4 separate regions of the Mus musculus genome follow, and regions 2, 3 and 4 are each linked to region 1. Evidence: chromatin contacts called from public HiChIP or PLAC-seq and capture Hi-C data. All regions are on one chromosome and are shown on one strand. The core of a region is the stretch at or near the end of the contact, and the rest is flanking DNA. Distances in the headings are between cores, read along the strand shown. Region 1 holds the start of Fgd4 (FYVE, RhoGEF and PH domain containing 4). Region 2 holds the start of Spidr (scaffolding protein involved in DNA repair). Region 3 holds the start of Pkp2 (plakophilin 2). Region 4 holds the start of Ppm1f (protein phosphatase 1F (PP2C domain containing)).

Region 1 (3,293 bases), core at 227-2,726:
TCAAATAAATATATATTTAAAAAAATAAAAATAAAAATTAGGAGGAGAAGACCAAATTTAAAAATTAGGAGGAGAAGACTTCAGCAATGGATGGAAAAAAAACCAAAAAACAAACAAACAAACAAACAAAAAACCAGGATAGCTGGGCATAGTGAGTAGTAGCCTGCTTACCCAAGTGCCCTGAATTCTACTCCCAGTATGGGGGTGGGGGAATGGGGAGGGCACAAATAAATAAAAGAGCAAACAGAACCCTTTCTCCTACAAGCATAGCTGCTTTGCAGAAATAATTTATAGACTATACTGTGACTCTTGAAAGAGGATGTTTCATATTTTGATCGTCTCTTCAAAGCATTTGAAAATAAATCTAGTAACATAACAGAGGCATCAGACCAGTGTCTGTGCTGAAAACAACGGGTGACAAAATGCGATGACAAAGCAAACCATTTTCACTTAATAACATTTTCATTCAGTTTGGTGAATCACAGCTAGAACTGGAAGAGATCTCCAGAATACTTTATCAGTTTCTTACTTCTACAGGAAATGATTACAGAGGACTCTCCGTGATCCAGTTCATGCATCATCTCACATCCTGACTTATCTAACGTGAACACACACTTAACACACCATCCATCACGATTTTCTGTCATGTGCCTTCTATAGCTTCGGGACAAGGAATAGACAGCATATTTACCAGTCTCGACATTGATCATATTGATAAAAACACAAAGCTGCTTGCTCAATCATTACAAAATGAAAGTAAAGAAGGGTGAGATTTCTTTTTAAGATTCAAAATATTCAAAAACATAAACATTATCTGAGTGTTTGACTTTTGCCCTCGGGAAGGGAGCGCCAGGGAACTAAGGTCAACTGAGCAGAGGAATTTGGTGAATCTTAAACAGCAGTATATTGAAAAATAGGTTGTACAATTCCTAATAAAGCTTTTTCTAAGGGCACACCTTTAGTTTTTTAAGAACAAGCTGGCCATATTCTTGAAGCTTTGGGAGAAAGAACAAACTAACTAGGAATAGTGTCCTGCGGGGTAACTAACCTGTGAGGATCCCTTTCACAACAGAAGGCAGCCCTTTCCCCCAGGTCCTCAACAGCCAAAGGCACACACCCACACCCACTCCACTCCTAACACCCCGTCAAGCCCCCAACACGCGGCACGCCCTCCGCCAGTCCCCAACACAGGCGTCACGCCCCCAACACGCGCGGCACGCCCCCCGCCGGCCCCCCAACACGCGGCACGCCCTCGCTCCGCTCACCCACGCATTACCTGCGGCCTGGCTGGGTTGCGCGACACGGTCAAGGCGCCGCAATTGCGGCGAAGGCCTGCTCCAGGGCCGGGGGATCCCGGGCGGCAGGTAGGAGCCTGACTTCCGCCGGATGGCCACCCGCCTGAAGTTATGGTCGCTCTCGCTGTTCATGGTGGCCTGCGGTCACTCCCGCAAGCCTTGCCCCGCGCGCGTCCAGGTTGCGCGACTCCCTGCGCTCCCTCCCCGCGCAGGCCTCGCTTCCCGGGCCTGCGCTCCGACTCCGTCGTCGGACTCTCCGGCAGCGGCCGGCCCAGGCCGCCCCCGCTGCACAGCCAATCGCCAGAGTGCAGCGCGGTCCCGCCCGAGCGCCGAAGAGGCTTGGGGGGGACCGGCGTCGCCCATTGGCCCAGGGGAAGGCAGAGTGCACCTGCCTGGCTCACCTGAACCTCAGAAACGCCTCATCAGCTTACTTACCGACCACGCCCTGGGATGCTGGAAGAACAGTCTGGCTGTTACTCACCACACTTTCAAGAGCCAAAGTCTCCCAGGCTACCGCGCTGCAAACTTTAGGTAAGGAAACCCAGCTTTGAAAATGACTGAGAAGCCGGAATTCCAGATGCACCGCCGGCTCTTGGAAGAAGCGAATCAGCTTGCCGGGAGCGCTGTTCAAGCAATAAGGAAGCGCAGCTCTCACCTTAAAGGGAATAAAAGTTTCTTCTGCAGCCCTTTTGAGTAACCATGGCCCAGGAACACAGATTTAGACAACCTCAAATTCCATGTTCCAATGCGGAAGCAGTCTTAGAGTTTCACAGAACAAAGAAAGTCGTAAATCAAGGCAAGTTTAAAGTCCATTGGTAGGTATATCAGAGAGGCGGTTACCAGCAAGATGGAGGTTTTTGAATAGGCTTGAGATACTATCTCGTGACATTCTTAGCTTTGTGGTTGCTAGAAGTCATCTAAGTCAGTCAATAGATTCCAAAGGTTAGTTTAATCTGTTAGTCATGGGATGTTAGTTTTAAAGTAGAGGTGGACAAGAAATGACTGTTCCCCTGGGCTAAAGCTAGGCCAAGGTAAGTTAATTAGCCTCTGGGCTTGCAGCGTTCTAACCTCTCTACAGTACTGAAGTTCTAACCAGCCAGTCAGTCGGTGCAGACAGATTCCCTTCAGATTTCATCCACAGAATAACACTGGTTTCCAGAACAGCACAAGACCCAGTTTATCATGACCACTGTTAAAGATAATGTAGTAATAAAGTCAACAGATTTATGAATATGAAGCAGTTTCCAATGTACATTTCCACGGCAGAAAAAGGACATGACCACAGAGAAAAGACAAAAGTAGCTAACATGGTTACCTGGCTCAAGACAATAGCTTTTTTTTTTTTTAAAGATTTATTTATTTATTATATCTAAGTACACTGCAGCTGTCTTCAGACACTTCAGAAGACACTTCACACACTTCAGAAGAGGGAGTCAGATCTCCTTACGGATGGTTGTGAGCTACCATATGGTTGCTGGGACTTGAACTCAGGACCTTCAGAAGAGCAGTCGGGTGCTCTTAACCGCTGAGCCATCTCACCAGCCCGACAATAGCTTTTAAAGTCCCCTAAATACAAGAAAAGTTTGTCCTCTCTCTCTCATGAACAGACTTGCTCTCAAATCCCCATCTTATTGATTTAGGATATAGTACCTTACTTAAAAAATAATTTAGGACTTCACATTGCCCTCCTTCTTTCATCTAGACTTAGTTGCATAACAGACTACATGTAATTTTCCAACTCTACAGAGTTGTGAGATAAGTTGACTCCAGCCTTTAGAGAGGAGAGAGATGAGCCTGGGGATGCCTGCTTATCTGCAGCTCAGGAACATTTTAGCACACTTCATACTGAAAATGGACCATAGCAACTCATTCCTAACACTGCCTTCAGGAATTTAGTGATAATGCACTAATGTGCTTTAGAGTTCTTTTTTTCTTCTTTTTTTATTGGATATTTTCTTTATTTACATTTCAGTGTTATCCCCTTTCCTGGTTTCCGCC
Region 2 (3,293 bases), core at 324-2,823, 450 kb before region 1:
GCTAGGGCCCTGATAAGCTAAACAAATGGTTTCATAACACACTGTAATTTCTTTATGCTGTAGTGACAGCTAAAAATCGCAGTCCAGGGCAAACTCTTAAAGTTGTGAAAAGGCGCCGGGCATGGTGGCGCATGCCTTTAATCCCAGCACTTGGGAGGCAGAGGCAGGCGGATTTTTGAGTTCTAGGCCAGCCTGGTCTACAAAGTGAGTTCCAGGTCAGCCAGGGCTATACAGAGAAACCCTGTCTCAAAAAACCAAAAAAAAAAAAAAAAAAAAAAAGAAGAAGAAGAAGAAGAAGAAGAAGAAAGAAAGAAAGAAAAGAAAAGAAAAGAAAAGAAAAGAAAAGAAAAGAAAAGAAAAGAAAAGAAAAGAAAAGAAAAGAAAAGAAAAGAAGCCGGGCGTGGTGGCGCACGCCTTTAATCCCAGAACTCGGGAGGCAGAGGCAGGAGGATTTCTGAGTTCAAGGCCAGCCTGGTCTACACAGAGAAACCTTGTCTCGAAAAAAAAAAAAAAAAAAAAGTTGTTGAGAATAGGCACAAAGTCAAAATTTGGAGCTGGGCAGTTAGGAGAAGTGAATGAGCAGCTATAAGAGTGAATCAGGACTTTAGGGACGCTTAAATAAATGTATACAGTTAGCAAGGGTATCGAGGGCTGCAAGAACTAATTTATGTTAGATGTAGAAATGTTTTAATTCCTTGATTTTTTCATCTTTTAGTCTTCCTGAAATTTAAATTAGTCTTTTAAATCATAAGTTATACGTGCTTTTACTCTCTAAATAAGTTACAAAGTTCACAGTGTCATCTTTCAAGGCTATCTGAGAAATAAGTACGAATGGTAGTGTTAAGGGAGTTTAGCATTTAGTGAAAGGAAGAGCAGGTGAGGGAATGAAGCACCGTTTGCTGTTCTAAATTTTGAGTATTATGAAATAATCATCTGTAAGTGAGGAACTTTGAAAAGGCAAAATATGATCCAAGAGAAACACAATGTCGGAGAAATGTAGAGGATCGCTTAAATTTCATCCATGTAACAGTTCCTACAACAGTGCCTACAGTATACAGGGACTGCGGGAGACACGGGAGAAGCACGCCTCTCAGAAAGTTTAGGCGGGAAAGCAAAGTGTAGCAAAAGATGCCTGGGACAGAAGAGATACTCCAATACCCACTACTGTCTTGGTGTGTTAAGCAACAAAATAAAACGGAGGCAAATGAACTGCCAGACGCCAGCTCACACTCACTCCGAATCAATTCGTCCTCCCTGTCAGCCACCCACCCGCTTGGTTCCCAGGACCATTCAGCAGACCTGGGCAGAGGCAGAGCGAGGGAACCCTGCCTAGACCGACCGCCACCAACGGGCTCGTGCCGGTCAGACTGGGCGCACCAGCTCCCTTCACCGGACCAGGGACAGGCACGAGAAGCCCACAGAGGTTACACGCCCGCCCTCTGCTTTCATAGCAACAGCACAGCGTACCTTGGACGTGCCGGGGCGGCGGGCTCCAGACATCTCCTACGTGCACAGTCTTCCTGCTCGCCGCCCCATCCGGAAGCCGCCCATCACGCGCCCCGCCCCCTTCCCTCTGGCGACGCCCCTTCCCGCGCCCCGCCCCCTTTCCTCCGGAGACGCCCCTTCCCGCGCCCCGCCCCTTGCGAAAGCCGTCGTCTCAAGTTCCACGGGCTCAAACTGAGGGAGCTGCTGTCTAGGCTCTTCCTCTCGCTCTTTAGGGAGCCTGAGAGCTGATCTACAGGTCATCCTCTCTCCTAGCTAAGCAAAGCCTTAGAGCAGTAACCAGTGATGTGTTAGAATAGCGGGTCACCAAGAAGCACACTAGGCCCAGGCAGTTCAACGTGAAGAGGTTTTATTGAGAGGGAGAGATAAGGGAGTGGCAGAGAGAGAAGAGAAGAGAGCGAGGAGGGGGTGTTCTCCTTATTTATATGGAAAATGATGTAACACAAGTAAGGGTGGGAGGTGAGCCAAGTGAGTTCTGGGATATGGTGGTCGTTGGCTTGGCAGCCGTAAACTAGAATTCAATAATTATTGTTAATTAGTAATAAAACATAAGTAAGCCAGGAAAAGGAATAGTACTTCTCTAACTAATGAGGAATTCTTAAATATAAAATTCATAAATATCAAGAGCAAAGATTTCCTATTTAAAAAAAAAAACTATAGGAACACTAGTTGGATTTGTTATAAAGTAGGTTTCACATACTATAGATCTGGGAAAAGCCAGAGAGCTTACATTCTTAAATTTCTAGATGCTGGTTCAGGGAACATTTTAATGTGGAAGATGAAGCCGTTCCTTGGATGTTTTAAAGCGCTAGGACATAGTTGTCTATGTATGTTCAAACCAGCAGGACAGAGAGCTGCTACTTGAGTGGAAACTGGATTAACAGGGTTTCTAGTGTCGAAAAAAACACTAAATAAGTCCTTGTCAAGAATGTGTTTGCATGGGACTTAAGTAGAAACTAGATTAGCGGAGGCATATTCTATAAAGATATATATTGAAGAAAATATTAAATAAACTATATTGTTGAAAACTTGGAGTGGACAATGGAAAGGATTCTCAGAAAGTTGTATTTACAGATGTGTACAGAAGAGGAGCTTAGAGCCTGGGTGGTGACTTTATTCTCTAACTGAAAGATAGGCAGAGTGGGAAACAAGGCCCTTAATGAATTAAAAATACTACTGCAAGTGGAGCAGTTTTTGATATGCCATTCTGCAAAGGGGGACTACAGCATAGGAGAAAAAAGGACAAAATGACTGGCTTACTGACGTAACACAAGACAGTGGGGTTTTCTGTCTGCTTTGGGTTTCTGTTTGTTTCTTCCACTGGTTAGCTTGTTTGTTTGTGTTTGTTGAGACAGGGTCTCTCACTACTTAGCCCTGACTATCCTAGAACTTACAGTGTAGACCAGGCTAGCCTCAACTCAGAGATTTTCCTGTCTCTGCCTCCTGAGTGCTGAGATTACTGCTGTGCACTACCGCACATGGCAAAATAATATTTGTTTTGTTGTTGTTTGTTTGTTTTTAAAGTCCGAGTTGCAAAAAAAAAAAAAAATCCTGCCCTTCTTTTCCCATGGGCTGATATTTTAGAGAATTACAATTTTCCCAAATTCCCAAAAGTAGTGAATTCAAGGCTGTCTTAGGCTACGTGAAAGGAAACACCAAGTTTAGTTTTCTCTTGGAATAGTTTTCTTAGTCTTTCTAGAATATGTGGTTTTGCTATTGGTTTGTAGTCCTTCTGCAGCACTAATACAATGCTAGCTTGTCACTTCCTCTTATAACTCTCACCTTCCCTG
Region 3 (3,293 bases), core at 357-2,856, 390 kb before region 1:
TATTTAGCCATACCAAAGGATAAGCTAAATTAGATGTATATCCTCCTTCACTTGTAAGCTAATTTCTAATTGCCATTCTTTTATCAAACCATCCAACTACCAACTACAAGATATCCTCATTTATTGGAGCCTGCATAATAAGATAATCAATTACAACAGAACTTTTAAAAAGTGATTTGACAAGAAACAGGAAAGTGAAGTTACACTTCCTAAGATAAATAAGAGAAATTTCCTGTTTGTCTCTTGCTGAAGAAAGCAGAATGGGACCTTACCAATCATAGTTCTCCAGGTACAGAAGCCAGAGTGAGTCCTGGCCCTGCAGAAGCAGGCGCTGCAGTTATCTTTTAAAGCAACAGACCTGGGACTTTCAGAAGGAGCTAGGAGATAGATGAAGGGAAACAGGTTGCTTACAAGGGGCTGGTGACAGGATTTGTTGCTGTAATTTAACCGTCATAACATTCTTGTTTTCGGTAAGCTCTCAGCATCACATCTGTACATTATTTACACCTGACTTGGCAAGCCAAGCTTTTGGGCACAATTTACCTAAAGACTGGCCCAGTTGCTTTTGCTGACCTCATAGCTCCCACCTCCAGAGCTTTCCTTATGACCTTTGACTATGTGGCCTGTGGAGAAAGAGTGACTCGTCCCTGATTTCCTCGATGCTCGAAGGCAAAACAGGAAGCCACATTAACTGTTTAGTTAGGAACCGGGGAAGAAGAGAAGTTGTGTTCCCTAGCTGTTCCAACAAAGGTACAAACCCTAGCAACCAAAGGAAAAGACCCCACTTGATAACAAACATAGATGTTTTTCTTTTCTTCTCCCAAGTCTAAATACCAGTATGTGGAGAGTAGCATCGGTTGTCAACTTTAAGTTCAAGGACCCTTCTGTTGAGCTTAGCTCTTGTTCTTAGCCCAATTGCATGTGAAGCATAGTTAATAGCATGATAAACTCAAGTTCGGGAGATTTAAGTGAGAAACCTCGTTCATGAGTTCCCCTGCAAAGAGCTTGTCATAAAGAGGGCTTAGTCAACGTTAGAAGAGCTATTAAAACTGAGTATTAAAAGTCATCTTTTCTCTGGGCCTCTTATTGGAGTTTCTCTGTGTGGGCATGTTCCTTAAGAAGGAAGTGGGTGGACAAGAGCGCACTGGGTACAATTTGTGTATTTGCAAGAGCAAGCAGAGGCTTTCACTGAGGGAGAACATATGTTTCTGGGGCTCCATCTGTACAAAAAGCTCGGCGTCCTGAAGTACTACGGATAAAAAAAAAAACCTTTAAAATACGTCTATTTCATACATGTTTCATTATCTGTGAACGTTTGGAACAGTGTAACTGACCCTAACTAACTAGATGTGCTACTCACAGCAGAAGTTCCCAGCTGCACCTGTCCTAAGGGCAGCTCCTCCCACAATCCTTCGCGAGCCGAGAATACGTGGGGGCCTCAGAGGACGTGCTCGCCCCGGGCGGAGTGCGCCTGCTTTGCAGGAGCCACGCCCCTGTCCCCTAAGGGCCTGGGTCCTACGGGGCGGGGCGGGGCGGGGCGGGGCGGGGCGGGGCGGGGTTTGCTGCCGGTCCCCACGCCTCTGCGGCTTTGCGGGCAGGTCCTGGCAGTCCCTCCTGGTCACTCCGCCGACGCGATGGCCGTCCCCGGCTCACTGGCCGAGTGTGGCTACATCCGGACTGTGCTGGGCCAGCAGATCCTGGGTCACCTGGACAGCTCCAGCCTGGCCTTGCCCTCCGAGGCCAGACTGAGGCTGGCCGGCAGCAGCGGCCGCGGCGACCCGGCGGCCCGGAGCCAGCGGATCCAGGAGCAGGTGCAGCAGACCCTGGCCCGCCGGGGCCGGAGCTCTGCGGTCAGCGGTGAGTCGAACCCCACCCGCCGTGCTAGTCGTAGGTCTCCCCGGTGCGAACCGGTGTCCGCCCGCCCACCTGTTGCTCACCTTACCTTTTCCGGCTCGTGGTTGGTCGCTTTGGACACGCTTCCTCCCTAACCTTTGGTTCTGGTCTACCTTATTCGTTTGTTAATTACACAATTGTCTGTATTAAAGAATTCGATCGGTTTCACCCTTCGCCGCTCGCTCCGGGTTCTCTCCCTGAGATTCTAAAAAACACTTTGAAATTTTATGCAGACTTTGGTATGCAAGATTGATCTTCTGGAATAAGGCGCTTTGGGCTTTTATTGAGATGTTTTAGAGTTTACGACTCTCTATAAATATTTTTAGAAAGAAACCTTCAAAGCCCTGCGGTTCCTCCATCCTCTAAATTGAGGTTACCTCGTCCAAGTGCTCCACTCCGTATCTGCGACTAAACAAATTGAGCAAGTCGGCTTTGGGTCTGGGAGCAACCTGAACACCCTGCGGAGGATAAGGAGGAAGGAGACTTTGGCCAGGCTGAAGGTAGCCCCGCCTGCCCACCTCACACCCACACACCAGAACCAACAGATGCGTGGGTGCAGAACCGCCCTCATTAAAAAAAAAAAAATCAACCCCCCACCACACAGACTAGTTGACAGAAGTGTGGTTGATCAGAAAGATCAGAAGCTCTGGTAAATGTGATTACCATTAAGAATAATAATGCTTCCGTGCCAGCATGTGGATTTCAAATAGCAGAGTCTGGGAGGCTGTCCGCTTTTCAGTTTGTCTAAAGGTTAGGGCAGTTGATGTTTGCATACTTGAAAAGTAAAGAGGTGTTTAATGATTGCAAGCTCATGTAAGTGAGTGCCTGTAACGTCCCTAATTAGGCTATGTGGTTCGCACTTTATATTATCTTCTTAAAATGAACTGTGTATTTTTTTCCTTTCTCTTTCCATATGTGTAGATATAGATACGATTTTTAAGATGCAGCCTCAAACTTCCCGTCTCCGTCTCCCATGTGCTGAGATTACAGACATGGGCTGGGTTTACTGTGGATCCAAGCTTAGAGACAAGGAAACTGAGCAAATAAAACAGTCAAGATTCCAGACAGAAAGTGGCATAGGTGGTATATAAAAGCCAAAATGTGGAGTTTTAAGTCGATCATGAGTTAACATATTAAGTGTTTGATTACTAACACAAAATGAAATTACTTGGGAACTAAACTTCCCTGTAACGACTCCTTTTCCTCTAAGTAAAACTAAGGAAGTTCTAAGAGGATGGAAAGGTTTACACAGGAAAGAACTGCTTTAGTTCCTGGTGAGAAGAAAAAGCAAACCTTAGGGTTAGGAATGTGGCAAAGGACTCCAGGATGACTGAGGGCAGTGTCTGGCTAGTCCTGCCATTGCATCCTGCAGTGTGAAAAGCCTCATGCCCAGTGCTAAC
Region 4 (3,293 bases), core at 371-2,870, 300 kb after region 1:
AGAGGAGAGAGGAAAGACTGGCAAAATAGACCTTTCCAGGGACTAGAGCTATACACTCTTGCAGGGCACACATACTCATGACCTTCCTCCATCCTAGTTTTCGTTGTCTCCTAATAATGTCATTATTATGAATGATGAATCCAATAGACTGATCTGCTGATGTTAGCGTCCTGATGATCCATTCACCTCCCAAAAGCTCAAGTTTTCAAGAGACTTCCAGATTTCAAATCATAACAGCTCCCTTTAAGCAGAAGTATTACCAAGTTGTACCCCCATTGTAAAGAGCCTGGAAATTCTAGAACAAAGGGTTTGAGGTCCTTTCCTGAGATTTTTAAAGCCTAAGTAATACAGCCAGTCTCTGAGTGATAGAGGCTAGTGTGGTAGGGAGTGTTTGCACTCACTCTCATAGTGCTCAGAACAGGTTTCTGGGAAAGGATTTTGGGAACTGGGAGAGGACACAGATGAGAGACCTGGAACTGAGCACTCTGAGACCTCCTGGCTCTACCCCACAGCTTGGCATGTCTTGATGAAGAGGTTTGAGCTAAGCTGGTTGGTATAGCTAATATTGGGAATTTAACAAGAGTAAAGGCTTTGGCATAGTAGACTACAAACAAGACAATCATGGTGACAGCAACCTCAGGAAAGGGTACATTACAGATATGTCCTTGGCCTAGAGCCTAACAGGGCCAGGTTCCTAGTGCCTGCTTTTGCTGTCTTCTCTGTATCACCCTCTACCTCATCAGGTTATAAATGACCTCAAACCTTAATCAGGTTGAATGAACCAGGACTCTACTTGCGTAGCAGACAGACATTCTCCCCACCATGCCAGTACACACACCCATCTATTGGTTCCCCAGGCTCATGGGTTCCCTGAAACCTAATCAGGTGACAAGTTCCTAAGACAATGGGGTCTGATGGCATGTGCTTGTCAGCACAGTTCTGAGACATAAACAAAACAAACAATTGGGTTTTTTTGTTTGTTTTGTTTTTGTTTTTCGAGACAGGGTTTCTCTGTGTATCCTTGGCTGTCCTGGAACTCACTTTGTAGACCAGACTGGCCTCGAACTCAGAAATCTGTCTGCCTCTGCCTCCCAAATGCTGGGATTAAAGGCTTGCGTCACCATGCCGGAACAATTGTTTTAAAAGCCAGGTGACAACCTGGAGCCAACCTTGTCTTTAAGACTGCCTTTGCTACCCAGTGCACTAAGAAAAGTGTCTCATTTCCTGCTTTATAGCCCCAGAGCTCAAGCTGCTCAACGAATTCTCAGTGGCCATGCAGTCCTGCTGAGCACAAAGGGCCTGGAACCCTTAACCACAAAGCCCCTGGGGCCTGTGGTTAAGTGGGCAGGACCACAATGAAACTTGAAGGGGTACTCTCCACACTGTACACAGGCAGTGTACACGTTCATTGGTATAAAATGAATATAATGTTATACATGAAAATATTTTCTAAAGTCTCTGATGGGTGGCCAGTCCTGAGCAGTATGAAGCCGCATCACTGCCCTGAGACTGATCACCACACACGTTGTGAAGCAATGACTGAGCATTGTGAAGCAAGGACTGCTTTCTGCCCAGTCAAGGCTGGAGAAGTGTAGCAACGCACTGGCTATTGGGGCTCTTGTCGTCCCTGAAACAAGAGAGCAGAGGGACCAGCAGGAGGCAGCAGAGGTGCGCCCGAGGCCCGACTGCGCTTGCGCAGAGCCTGCGGCGCCTAGGACGGGAAGTAGGCGGGGCTGCCCAGAGCAGCTCGTGGGGAGCACTGCGGCAGGCTGGCAGGTGAGGCCCGCGGGGTGCAAGGGATGAAGAGCGAGGGTGAGGGTGGAAGACTCGGACTAGGGTGGGGGTCATGTGGGGGCCTGAGATGCACGAAAGTGAAATGAGACTGAGGACGAAATGGAGAGGTGAGAAAGCACTAAGGCCAAGACCGGTTTCGGGTGCCTGAGCCCATGGGACTTTGGGGGATAGCTGTGAGCAAAAAATCTGAGCAAGCCGCCGCCGGGCCCTGGTGGCAAGGCGTCGGAAACTAAAGGCACGGAACTGGGAATCCATTGACACCCTCCCCCAGGGCTGTGTCTGAACCGAGGTCCAGGAGGAGGCTGAGAGCTGTGAGGCAAAACAGTACCAAGGAGTGACAATCCTGTTTTCAAGGATCATTCCCTCTTATCTTCCAAAACATGAGGGCTAGGCCCACGGCCCTACCCTCAGCCCTACTAGTGACGACCCGGACTGGGACCACATTTTCAACCTGAATGCCCAGCCCAGTGGCGTCCCTAAGTGTATTTAAAGCTAGTGTTTTACTTACCACCTGGTTTCAAGACGCAGGCTGAAGCCATTGGGCTAGATTGCAGTAGAGCCTCAGTCCTGAGAGCCTTGGGCTTCACCGTTACAGTTGTGTGGTCTCAGGCCAGCCCCCTAAGCTCTCCGTATAATGAGGAGAAAAGGGATTGTAAGGATTTCTGCAGACTAACATCTAGTGAGGCCCAGTGGAAGGCAGTGGTCTGCCCTACCAAGGCCGCCTATTTCTAGGCCCCTTGATTAACAGATGTGTTCACAATGTGCCCTGGGACAGCCCTGTGAACTGTTCCCACCTAAGGAACTGAACGAGAGCTGCCTCTACCTCATGGTCTCAGTGTTCATATTCCTCCCATCGTCAAATTTTACTTTTACTCAGCGGCAAACTGGGATGGAAGTGGCCAAGTCACTGGGCACCAGATTCCTCAACTGAGTCCTGCTTTGGTGACAACTAATATTTGTGACCTTAGAGTAACACTTTCCTCCTACCACCTGGTTTTTTTTTCAACTGCAGTATGACCTGATGGCATGTTTTCCCACACAGTTCTGAGACATAAACAAAACAATTGTTCTAATAACTGTTAACCTCCCACAACAGATTAATTTGCAGAATTCCTCTGTGATGTTGCCTGAAGCCAGTCTTTTCTGGAAGACTGTCTTTGCTACCCAGTGTACTAAGGGAGAGTTTTCATTTCCTGTGTGATCCCCCCAGACCTCAGGCTGCTTACCTCACTCTAGTGGCCATGCAGGCCTGCTGAGCACAAACAGCCAGGACACTGACCACATGGAGCTTAGGATCCCTTTCAAAAGAAAAATGGCAGCACAATAATATGGCTGCACAGAACAGCCCATGAAAGATAGTGGGGGGGGGGGGTGTAGACATGGCTGGGGTGGAGTCCATCTATGTTCAGCGTGCATATGTTCTGTAGGTTGAATTTCCAGCACCAATAGAAAGAAACATAGTCTTAAAGTGTGTTTTGGCATTTTTGTTTTGTTTTGAG

What was found. HiChIP or PLAC-seq counts read pairs in DNA pulled down with a chosen protein or histone mark. Capture Hi-C pulls out chosen DNA fragments and counts their contacts.
Region 2: a contact with region 1 is called in a capture Hi-C map of embryonic stem cells, with 5 times the contacts expected there. The contact joins the promoter of Spidr here to the promoter of Fgd4 in region 1. A contact is called at or near these places in 7 of 39 promoter capture datasets (cranial neural crest, embryonic stem cells, hippocampal neurons and 3 more), 1 of 115 datasets of contacts at active chromatin or transcription factors (pancreatic cancer cells) and 1 of 9 other capture datasets (embryonic stem cells).
Region 3: an H3K4me3 HiChIP or PLAC-seq map of embryonic stem cells shows a contact between it and region 1, with 8 times the contacts expected there. The contact joins the promoter of Pkp2 here to the promoter of Fgd4 in region 1. A contact is called at or near these places in 15 of 39 promoter capture datasets (the 3T3-L1 cell line, the C10 cell line, the HPC-7 cell line and 9 more), 4 of 484 Hi-C or Micro-C datasets (embryonic stem cells, liver, nephron progenitors and 1 more), 8 of 115 datasets of contacts at active chromatin or transcription factors (bone marrow-derived macrophages, embryonic limb bud, embryonic stem cells and 4 more) and 3 of 9 other capture datasets (adipose tissue, embryonic stem cells and liver).
Region 4: an HNF4G HiChIP or PLAC-seq map of pancreatic cancer cells shows a contact between it and region 1. The contact joins the promoter of Ppm1f here to the promoter of Fgd4 in region 1. A contact is called at or near these places in 8 of 39 promoter capture datasets (the C10 cell line, embryonic stem cells, hippocampal neurons and 3 more), 6 of 484 Hi-C or Micro-C datasets (B cells, embryonic stem cells, large pre-B cells and 2 more), 2 of 115 datasets of contacts at active chromatin or transcription factors (large pre-B cells and pancreatic cancer cells) and 1 of 9 other capture datasets (pancreatic islet).

Annotation. Positions count from the first base shown.
Region 1 is chr16:16,598,502-16,601,794 of GRCm38.p6, forward strand. Fgd4 (FYVE, RhoGEF and PH domain containing 4) reads right to left here and starts at 1,477. Exons shown (of 17, transcript NM_001301817.1): 1 at 1,277-1,477. The coding sequence starts at 1,427.
Region 2 is chr16:16,145,278-16,148,570 of GRCm38.p6, forward strand. Spidr (scaffolding protein involved in DNA repair) reads right to left here and starts at 1,574. Exons shown (of 20, transcript NM_146068.4): 1 at 1,468-1,574. The coding sequence starts at 1,500.
Region 3 is chr16:16,211,739-16,215,031 of GRCm38.p6, forward strand. It overlaps Pkp2 (plakophilin 2), which reads left to right and starts at 1,607. Exons shown (of 13, transcript NM_026163.2): 1 at 1,607-1,857. The coding sequence starts at 1,635.
Region 4 is chr16:16,894,849-16,898,141 of GRCm38.p6, forward strand. It overlaps Ppm1f (protein phosphatase 1F (PP2C domain containing)), which reads left to right and starts at 1,621. Exons shown (of 8, transcript NM_176833.4): 1 at 1,621-1,776.